2 separate regions of the Sus scrofa genome follow, and region 1 is linked to region 2. The links are chromatin contacts, called in public Hi-C maps. All regions are on one chromosome and are shown on one strand. The core of a region is the stretch at or near the end of the contact, and the rest is flanking DNA. Distances in the headings are between cores, read along the strand shown.

Region 1 (4,878 bases), core at 231-2,730, 300 kb after region 2:
ATAACAGAAAAATTTCCTCGACACCCATCCACCTCTCCAAGTCTCCTTTCTTAGGGAAGTTGCATCCCTCTTTCCGAAGGTCAGGTGCCTGGTGTGAATCTCACTCCGGCATTTACTTACTGTGTGGCTTTGGCCAAAGTGCTTAAACCTTCCTGTGCCTCCGTTTCCTCTTCTGTAAAATGGGGGAGGATATCGGTACCCACCTGCAGCGTCGTCATGGGGATTAGATGTCATCATAGCACCAGGGAGAACTCAGTAAATGACAAGAATAAGAGCTCAGTCAATGACACCATTGTCCACTGAGGCTGTCCATGGCCCTTTGGGGGAAGCTCAGTTAAGTGAGGGCCGGGCCCATGGTGGCTTCCTTGGCATCTCTGACTCCCCATCCCCATGGTGGGCAGCGGGACATCAGTGCGACTCAGATCCCTGGGATGATTGCTGTGACCACCAGGTGGCAGCACTTAATGGCAGTGGCTTCCAATGCAGGGGCTTCCCTGACCCAGCTTGAGGTCCTGCTTGCACCCACCATGGACCCTGTGTGAGGGAGAAATACATCTTTGTGGTTTTAAACCTCTTGGATGTAGAAGTTTTTTTTTTTTTTTTTCCCCAGTACCGCTTTATTTATTCCGACTGATAAAGCAGGGTTACCCTGTCCGCGGCTCAGGCTCCCTGGAATGTTCATCTTAGAAGGTCAGCCTTAACTGGAACTTTCCAGGCATCTCTGATTCCTAGCCAATGCCCTCAGTCCATTAGAAGCCTCCAGGCTCAGCTCTGCAGCTCCCAGCAGTCCCTCTGCCCCAGTCCAGGGCCACTGAAATATGATCACAGAGAGAGCTCCCAAGCCCCAAATATAGGCTCTTAGGAGCCCCATTTGCTGCAAGACATTTGGTCATTGTCTTAGTCTAGACATCAGAATTAAAATCTCTTATCAGCTCATATACTGGGGAAGTTGGGTCAGGCAGGATCAGGGCCAAAATTCCTCTGCCTCCAGCACAGCTGCTGCCGCTGCTACATCAGAGATGATGCTTATTGGAAGGGAAACCAGGGTTTGGGGGAGGAGCCCCAGATGGGGAGCCAGGAAGTCTGAGCTCCAGCCCTGGCTCTGCTTCTCCTGTGTGATCTCAGGGAGTCTCTTCCTTTCTTCGGGCCAAAGATTAAGTAGACGAGCCTCTTCCTACCTGAGGGCCTTTGTGCAGGTCATTCTTTTGCCTGAGAGCATTTACCCTCTCCTTCCCTCGCCTCCCAGTTAACTCTTGCTCAGCCATCACATCTGAGCCTGAAACACAGGGTCATTGTGCCCCATACATCCCGCTCACTGCCTTAGAGCACTCGCTTGTTGGCTTTAATTACTTTAATTAAAGTAATTACTTTAATTGCTCGTTCAGAGACCGTCTCCCCACTAGGCTCTGAGCTCTGTGACTCCATCAAGGTTTGGTGGAGGAATGAGTGATGTATGTGGATCTGACCTGTGAGAGTCCTCCTGGCAGTCTGGGCACGAAGGGATGGAAGGTGACGTTTCAAGGTGCCCAGCCCATCCCTCCCAGGAGCTGCAGGAGGGTCCCTCTCTTCCAGCTCCCTTTGGCAAGGGTTCAGCACAGCCAAAGTGAGTTGATCCTGTGCTGCCCCCTGGTGTCTGCCTCTAAGATAACAATCCCAGATCCTTGCTCTATGAAGGAAATTGGCAAGGCCCGGGGTTGGGGAGGAGGGGGAGGGGGGGCGAGCTTGCCTTGCCTTGTCTTGTTCATTCCTAACTGCAGCCTTGTGAGATGGGGGTTATTGTCGCCCATTTTAGGAATGAAGAAAGCCTGCATCTGTTCATTTATTTGGAAAATATTTATTGAGTACCTGTCGTTTGTCAGGCATTCTGCTAGGAGCCGATGTGTCAGAGGTGCTTTCTGCCTAGGAGCTTACATTTAGGTCTGTGCTGGGAAAGGAAGACAGTAAACAAATAAACACACAAAATTGTGTGCGTATGTACATGTGTATCCGTGCTTGTGCTTCCATATGTCTGTACACAATGCATGTATGTGTGTACGTGTGTGTGCTTACAGATGTGTCTTTGTATGTGGCCAGCACATTGGTGGCTCAGATGTTAAGTGACTTGTCCAAGGTCACAGAGATGCCGCTGGATTCGAACCCTTTTATGAGGATCACAGCTAATAGCTGCATAAGCCCTAATTCCATGTCACATGCCAAATTCAGTGCTCTGTACGTGTGTGTGTTAATGTGTTTTATCCTCACAGCAACCCTGTTGTTATCTCATTTCATAGCACAGAGAGACTAGACCACTTGGCTGATGTCACACAGAAGCTAAATGGTGGAACCAGGACTTGAACCCAGATGCCTTGGCTACAGAGCCCTTCTTTTTTTTTTTTTTTTTTTTTTTGTCTTTTGTCTTTTGTTGTTGTTGTTGTTGTTGCTATTTCTTGGGCCGCTCCCGCGGCATATGGAGGTTCCCAGGCTAGGGGTTGAATTGGAGCTGTAGCCACCGGCCTACACCAGAGCCACAGCAACGCGGGATCCTAGCCGCGTCTGCAACCTACACCACAGCTCACGGCAAAGCCGGATCGTTAACCCGCTGAGCAAGGCCAGGGATCGAACCCGCAACCTCATGGTTCCTAGTCAGATTCGTTAACCACTGCGCCACAATGGGAACTCCGAGCCCTTCTTCTTAACACTGTGATACACCAACTGTAGGAGTTTTGATATCCAGGGCTTCAATGATGGTGGCAGCAAACCCAGTGCCACCCTCTCCTGCCACCCCAGCCAGGAAGGATCAGAAGGGCCCATGCTGGCCAGTCCTCTGTCTCCAGACCATGCAAGATGGCTGAGTAGTCCTCTGTCCTATGACTTGGAGAGAGTGGGGAGGGGAGGGTGCCACAGAGGAGCAGGAGCTTGATAGGCTGGTCATGGGGGTGGAACCAACCCTGCTAGGTTGTGAGGTGAGCCCAAGTGCAGACAGGAAGGCTTCTTGGAGGAGAAGAGGGGTGGGCTGGGCCTAGAAAACGGAGCAGGACTCAGATGTACATTTCTAAGAGGGAGTGAGGTGAGCTGAGGCTTGAAGGGAGGAAGCATGCAGATGCCCATGGCTCTAAGCTTCAGGGCTTGCCCTCCAGGCCAACGAGCTGGACTGCTTGTGGGCTGGGGGCCCTGGAGGGGAAGGACATGGTCAGGGCTGGGATTTGGAAGAGCCTCTGGCTGCAAAGTGGAGGGTGGCCTGGGGGCAGTGAGACCTGGAGGTGGGGGCTGTTGCAGGGGTCCGGGTGAGAGAGGCAGGGACAGCCAGGGGACAGAGATGAAGGGCTCACAGAGGCTGAAGCCAAGGTGAGTTTTGGAGTCACCTGGCCTGTCCCCCTCCCCCCCACCTCTCTGGCTTCCATTCCTCCAATTTCCCCCTCCCTCACTCCACTCCTCGCTCTTGCTTTGTTAAAAGCTATTCTGACACTTGCTGAAACGGTAAAGACTTTATTCAAGTCTATTGCAATAGGGGAGAGAGACTGAGCCCAACTCTCGGGGCAGCAAAGACAGCCAGGGGCTTGGCAAGGAGCAGGGCAGGGGTCAGTGGAGACTTCACGGGTAGGGAGGTGCTTGCTAAATTGATCTAACAGGATTCTTGCTAAAGGCAGGCCAAGGACTGGGATATCAAGGGGTCGGGGGATTCTTGCTAGCCTGACCTAGCAGGATTCTTTGCTAGCACACATTCACAAATGTGACCAGGCATACACGCACATATGCACACGTAGACATACACACGTGTGCCTACACACATAAGCACTCATACACACACACCTCCACCAACCCCCATCCGTGCATATGTATATACACATCACATATGTTCACAACACACGCACCCCTGCCCACAGAGCACACAGGCATACACACAATGTATACACATATGTGCATGTGCTCACTCACGCATGCATGTACACACGCACCTATGACAGCCTGACTCTAACCCTCTCCTGCAGCCATGGCCACATGCTAGGGCCCCTTGGGTGTCTGTGGACTCACGGCCTGAACAGGTGACCCCCGCAGTGATCCTCTGCTGCCACCTTGTGGCCACTTCCTAGATAGCAGCACACAAGAGGCAGAGGCCTTTCCCTGGTTCCCGTCTCTAAAGAGCCCCCAGACCCCAGTCCTGGGAATCTCTTAGCCACCCCAGAAACTTGCTCATCCTGGAGTAGATGATTTTACCAACTGCTGCCGGGTTACTGGTGGAGCCTGGAACAAGTGATGAGCCAACTCTCCCCACTACCCCCTAACCTCTCCATGCCCCCTCACCTCTAGGCCTCCATGAGGCTGTTCCCTCTGCTTGGGGCACCCCCACTACTCAGCGCCCCCACTGCTCTGTGAGTCACCGAGGGCAGAGATGGTCCTGCTTAGCTCAACATCTGGGGACCTGCTGTGGCTTCTGGAACAGACGGGTGCTTGGTGAGTGGGGGAGGGAGGGGGGAGGGAGGAAGGGAGAGAAGATGGTTTGGATAAACTGTCACCAGCAGAGCGGTGGGCTTTGCCTAATCCACGAGGCAAATGGTCCAAGTTTTAATAAGGAGAGAGAACAAAAGCATGAGAATTTTTCACGATCTTTTTCATCTTGCTCTAAGTTATTACTTGCTCACTAATATTTTTGTTAGAAAATAGAGGGAATCCTTGTCTCTAAGTGCCCCCACCACCACCCCGAGGCAAAAGTTACTGGATGTGATCCGCCTCTGTCACCTCCATAGGAGAGGACCCTTCATAGCCTTAAAGGGGAGGGGTGACCTTTGCAACTGAAATGATTAAAACAAGGAGACGAACCTTGAGAGCAGGGGTGGGGGTGGGGGGCTGAAAATTCGGTGCTGACAATCTCTGGTGATTATTTGATACTATTTGGAGTAG
Region 2 (4,796 bases), core at 2,106-4,605:
TCCTGGGATGTCAGAGAGATGAGCTGTATCATTAACGCACTAAGCCACAGTGGGAACTTCTACTCCTAGGACTTCTGTTCATCAAAAATCTTCAGAGCTTACTGTTTTCGTGAGAAAGGCAATTTCTCCTGCTTAAAATAATACTTTAATAGACTTTGTGATGAAAGAGCTTTTCAAAATTATCACATACAAGCTCTTTATTTAAAGATCTGGAGAATGTGGGCAGAAACATTATTTGCCTAAAATTCTAACCAGGTAGAGCTCTTGACTTTTAGTCCAGACTTTCCACTACAAACATCTACAAAGAAGAAACAAAGTTTTACTGCATTTTAACAACTCTATTTTAAGAACTCAAAAAAATTCGAATTATCCGTGACAGCATGGCTTATTTTAAGAATTAAGAGCAGCACAAAATAGTCAGAATAATATTTAATTAAGTGCATTAGCCTTGAAAATAGGCCTAGGTCTAAACTACAGTTCTACTGCAGCCTAGGACAAGCTGTTGAACTTTTTTAAGTCTCACTTTCTTATGCATAAAATGGGGTAATAACTCTATCATTAGACTTCTGTGAAGATTCAAAACAGCACTTAAAATGTCCAAGGACTTTGTAGTTAACTTATTTAATTATTCCACAAGCCCCTGAGATAGATGCTGTTACTATCCTCATTTTGTAGATGAGAAAATTCATGCACAGAGATGTAACTTGCCCAAGTTTACAAGTAAGTTGTAAATACGTACCCTAGCTGAAACCTGAATCCAGGCATTCAGACTCTTAAGAGGCTTTGCTCTCCATCCATGTACTATACTGCATCTCTGAAAAAACTAGTGCATTTTTTGGTTGGTTGGGTTTTGTTTTCTGGGTTTTTTGGGGGTTTTTTTGGCCATATCCAAAGCATATGGAAATTCCCAGACCCGTGCCACAGCACCAGCCCACACTACTGCAGTGACAATGCTGGATCCTTAACCTGCTGCACCACAAGAGAACTCCAAAAATTAGGGCATTTAAAGCTCTTGGGGAGTTCCCACCATGGCTCAGTAGTTAACGAACCTGACTAGTATCCACGTTCGATTCCTGGCCTCTTTCAGTGTAGGTCACAGACGTGGCTCTGATTTGGCATTGCTGTGGCTATGGCTGTGGCCGGCAGCTACAGCCTTGATTCAGTCCCTAGCCTGGGAACTTCCATATGCCGCGGGTGTGGCCCTAAAAAGACCTAAGACAGATAGATAAATAAATAGATAAATACATAAATAAATAAAGCAAGCAAGCTCTTGGTTCAGCCTAGCAAACTATTAGTAACAAATGACAACTACTAGCATGGTTACTAGATTAACAGTGATAGAAGTGCTGAAAGCAGCAATTTCGCCTTTACAAATTCTACTCTTAATACACATATATTAAACTTGCATTACAAATATACACAGAGAACATGCACAAGTGGATATGAGTCTGGAGGATATTAAACTGAAGCCAGTGTCTCCTGACCAGTGAATGTTCATACTAAGGCTAAGAATTCATGATGTTAGATATTATACAGCAAGGCAATTTAAAACCTTGAGAACAAATTACATGTACTTGGATAATATCCAGCTTGTAATTTACTGAGTAGACTAAGAAATGAAAATGCTCTGTAGTTTACACTGTGAACATGCACTATACTTGAGAGGTGGGGCAGTGTCCTGTTGACTTTTGTATTTGCACTTTACGCACAGTCTGGGAGAACAGATGCAAGGCAAACATCTTTTGAATGAATGAATGGCATACTGAGGTGGAAAAGTCTGCTTGACAAGAAGCTTTTTAAAAAGAATGTATAGGGAGTTCCCTTCATGGCTCAGAGGTTAACAAATCTGACTAGGATCCTTGAGGTTGTGGGTTTGATCCCTGGCCTCGCTCAGTGGGTTAAGGATCTGGCAGTGCCATGAGCTGTGGTATAGGTCACAGACTTGGCTCAGATCCTGCATTGCTATTGCTGTGCCTGTGGCGTAGGTTGGCAGCTATAGCTCCGATTCGACCCCTAGCCTGGAAACTTCCACCTGCCATGAGTGTGGCCCTAAAAACCAAAAAAAAAAAAAAAAAAAAAAAAAGTGTATATAGGTATAACTGGGTCACTTTGCTGCACAGCAGAAATTGACAGAACATTATAAATTGTAAATCAACTGTAATAAAATTTTTTTTTAAAAAGAAGCATTTTAAGGACCCAACATGAGAATCCTTTAAATCTGCTCAACAATAAATCCTTTAGAGAGCAGTTACCCTGCCCTGTCCCAGATCTCAGGCCTGGGAAGGCTGGCGAGGACTTGGAAAATCCAGCAACTTCATATGGCTCACAATGTCCTTGTCAGTTCCAGATGGAATCAGGCCTAAATCTGAATCCTAGGACCCATTTCTGTCACAATCTGTTTTCCAAAGGCCTTGAGATACCCAGTGGTTACTCTAACTCAAAGAAATCTCTTTTAACTCTCCAGTACAACATTCCTTAATATACTCCAGAATATATCCACCTATCCACCTGTTATTTTTCATGAAGAAACTGGGACTCAAGAGAGCTGTAAGGTGCTAAAACACACAGGAGCAAAACCGGGGGTACCATACCGTATTCCCCTGGACTTCTGGCCCACTGTTCATGTAAATGATGATTTCACATCTCTTTCCTGCTCCCCAAATCTCCCTGTACACACATTTAAACTACATTCTAGGACACCAAAGAACCTAAACCAAACAAGTAGAAGCACGTGGGAAATGCTCTGATTTGACCTTCTAATGTACAGATGTGGGAAACTAAGGCCGAGAGGATACCAAACAGGGTCTTGCCCAAAGCCATTCAGGGAATCAATACTAGCTCCGAACTCCCAAGGTTGCCCCAAGTTTTGGGGACAACCTGTGCGCAGTTCTTCCTCTCTGGCATCTCAGATCCCAAATGCCCCTAATCCTTTCCACGCGTATGGCCGAAGCTGATTTTTGATAGGAGAGAGGGGGTGGGAAGGAAGAGGGTGGCGGCATTCGTCCATAACCAGAACGTAGCGCCCCCCAACCCAAAGCCGGCCTGAGGTACTCCCAACCCTCTTTGGCCAGGTGGGCGGTTTCGGCTCAAAGAGCGCTGCGGCTCCCACTCCCCCGCCCTCTAGCTGCCCCCTTTCCTCCCGCCCTAGGGTCCTTACCCACCGGCGGGTCGGCCGGGCCAGGAGCTGAGGCCAACCGAGGACGCCGAGGCGGAGGGCGTCCGCAGCCTCTACGCTCCACAGCCTCCCACGCCTCCCTTAGCAACGCGGGGCGCGTCTCTAGGGCTGGAGTCCCTGAGAAAACCCTCCGGGTGCCCTCTCCCACCGCCGAACTCAGTTCCCCTAGCTTCCGGTCTCCCAAAGGTTGAGCGGGGCGCAACAATATGCTTTCCCTACTGCAACAGTGCATGGACGAGGGCCCAGAGAATAGGACCGATGTGTCCACGCTGCCAGAGAATCTATGTAATGCAAAGAAAGCTATCACTGTAATAGCTACGGAGAAATCACTTAATAAATACCATCTTGTAAATTATTCGTTCAGATAGAGATGTTGCTTTATTTCTTTGACGTTTTCCCTGATTCCACCCAGGTTGAGATTCTCCTTTGTACACTTGCCCAGGTCTCCCAATCCTCTCTTCCTTTCATTTTTTTCTTTCATCAAATCTTACAGCCCAGGACTATAGCAAAGAGACCCCTCAGTACCCTCTTGAGATCCAATGAGAAGACAAATCCAGAAACTAACAGCAGCTACAAGACAACGTTTTTGTAGTTGCAATTGAATTGCTTCCAGAGTCTATTCACCTCTGTATTCATAGCAGAGAGCACAGGGTTGCTAGGGGCTTGAATGAATGAATGAATGAATGGCAAGGACCCTAGCCAACATTTCTTTTGCACCCTAGTGGGTGCCTTCTGCAGTGCTGATCTCCCAGCAGAACAAAGACTTGAGTTTCTGAATGTTAGGTGCCTGTGGGAACAGAGGTTGGAGTGGTGAGGGAAATTTACCTTCAAAGAATGTCACGGCTGGTCATAGCGTCTGTCATCCAACCCAGAGGGGAATCCCCTCCACAGCATCCTCATTCAGGGTTCCTTTAGCCCCTGCTGATGTTCCCTCAAGTGATGATGCATTCATTACTTTATTAGTCAGTGGCCTGTTGTTAGGAAACTTCCTCCTGACAGGGGCTGGGATCTACCCTCATGCCACTTGTGACATAGATTTTAGCTCAGAGCTGCTGAAGACTCTCCCTAGACACTTAATCTCTCTTCCTCATAACAGCCTGGCAACTTTCAACCAGGAGAGACTGACTGCTTTGCCCTGGGGGACTGGGCTAGGCTCAGCAAAGCTGCAGAGATGACTTAGCAGATCCCTGCCCATAAGATGCTCTAGCTCTGAGAATACAGCCCCCTGAAAGATGCTCTAGGCTTAAGACACCTGAGAATCCTCAACTGAATCTCTAGCTGGGTTTCTCCGAAGATCTTCATATCCACCTGCTTCCTGCCCACCTCCACCTGCCTTTCTAAAGACACATCATCCTTGACCTGACTCACACTGGAAACATCATCTTCTCCCCAAACCTGTTCTGCCTCTTTTCTCTCTGAGTATTTTCTCTCTGGGCACCAGTATTCATCAATCACCCACGCCAAGGATCTAGGAGTCACTTGTAACTTCACCCTTTCCTCCTTGTTCAAGAAACAATCCCTAAGACTTCTCAGTCCTGACTCCTAAATATCTTGAAAATGAAAATCTCTCTGCTTCTCTCTACCCCCTATCTTGGTTCAGGCTAACATCTGCCCAGGATAT

The links. A called contact is a pair of places that touch in the nucleus more often than the background predicts.
Region 1: a Hi-C map of embryonic fibroblasts shows a contact between it and region 2, with 1.4 times the contacts expected there. The contact joins the enhancer-like site here to the promoter of WDR31 in region 2. A contact is called at or near these places in 2 of 5 promoter capture datasets (fetal liver and liver) and 5 of 47 Hi-C or Micro-C datasets (embryonic fibroblasts, fetal heart ventricle, fetal liver and 2 more).

Annotation. Positions count from the first base shown.
Region 1 is chr1:254,269,386-254,274,263 of Sscrofa11.1, forward strand. No RefSeq gene overlaps it. Among named protein-coding and RNA genes, the nearest start is that of MIR378B, 140 kb to the left of the region's middle. Within about 2 kb of position 1,481, at least 38 of the 83 cell types and tissues checked have an H3K27ac peak or open chromatin away from gene starts, as enhancers often do. A contact at or near this core is called in embryonic fibroblasts, fetal skeletal muscle, liver and 1 more, where this site is marked.
Region 2 is chr1:253,963,414-253,968,209 of Sscrofa11.1, forward strand. It overlaps WDR31 (WD repeat-containing protein 31), which reads right to left and starts at 3,356. Exons shown (of 11, transcript XM_005660341.3): 1 at 3,158-3,356. RNF183 (RING finger protein 183) reads right to left here and starts at 3,289. Exons shown (of 10, transcript XM_021067676.1): 1 at 3,158-3,289.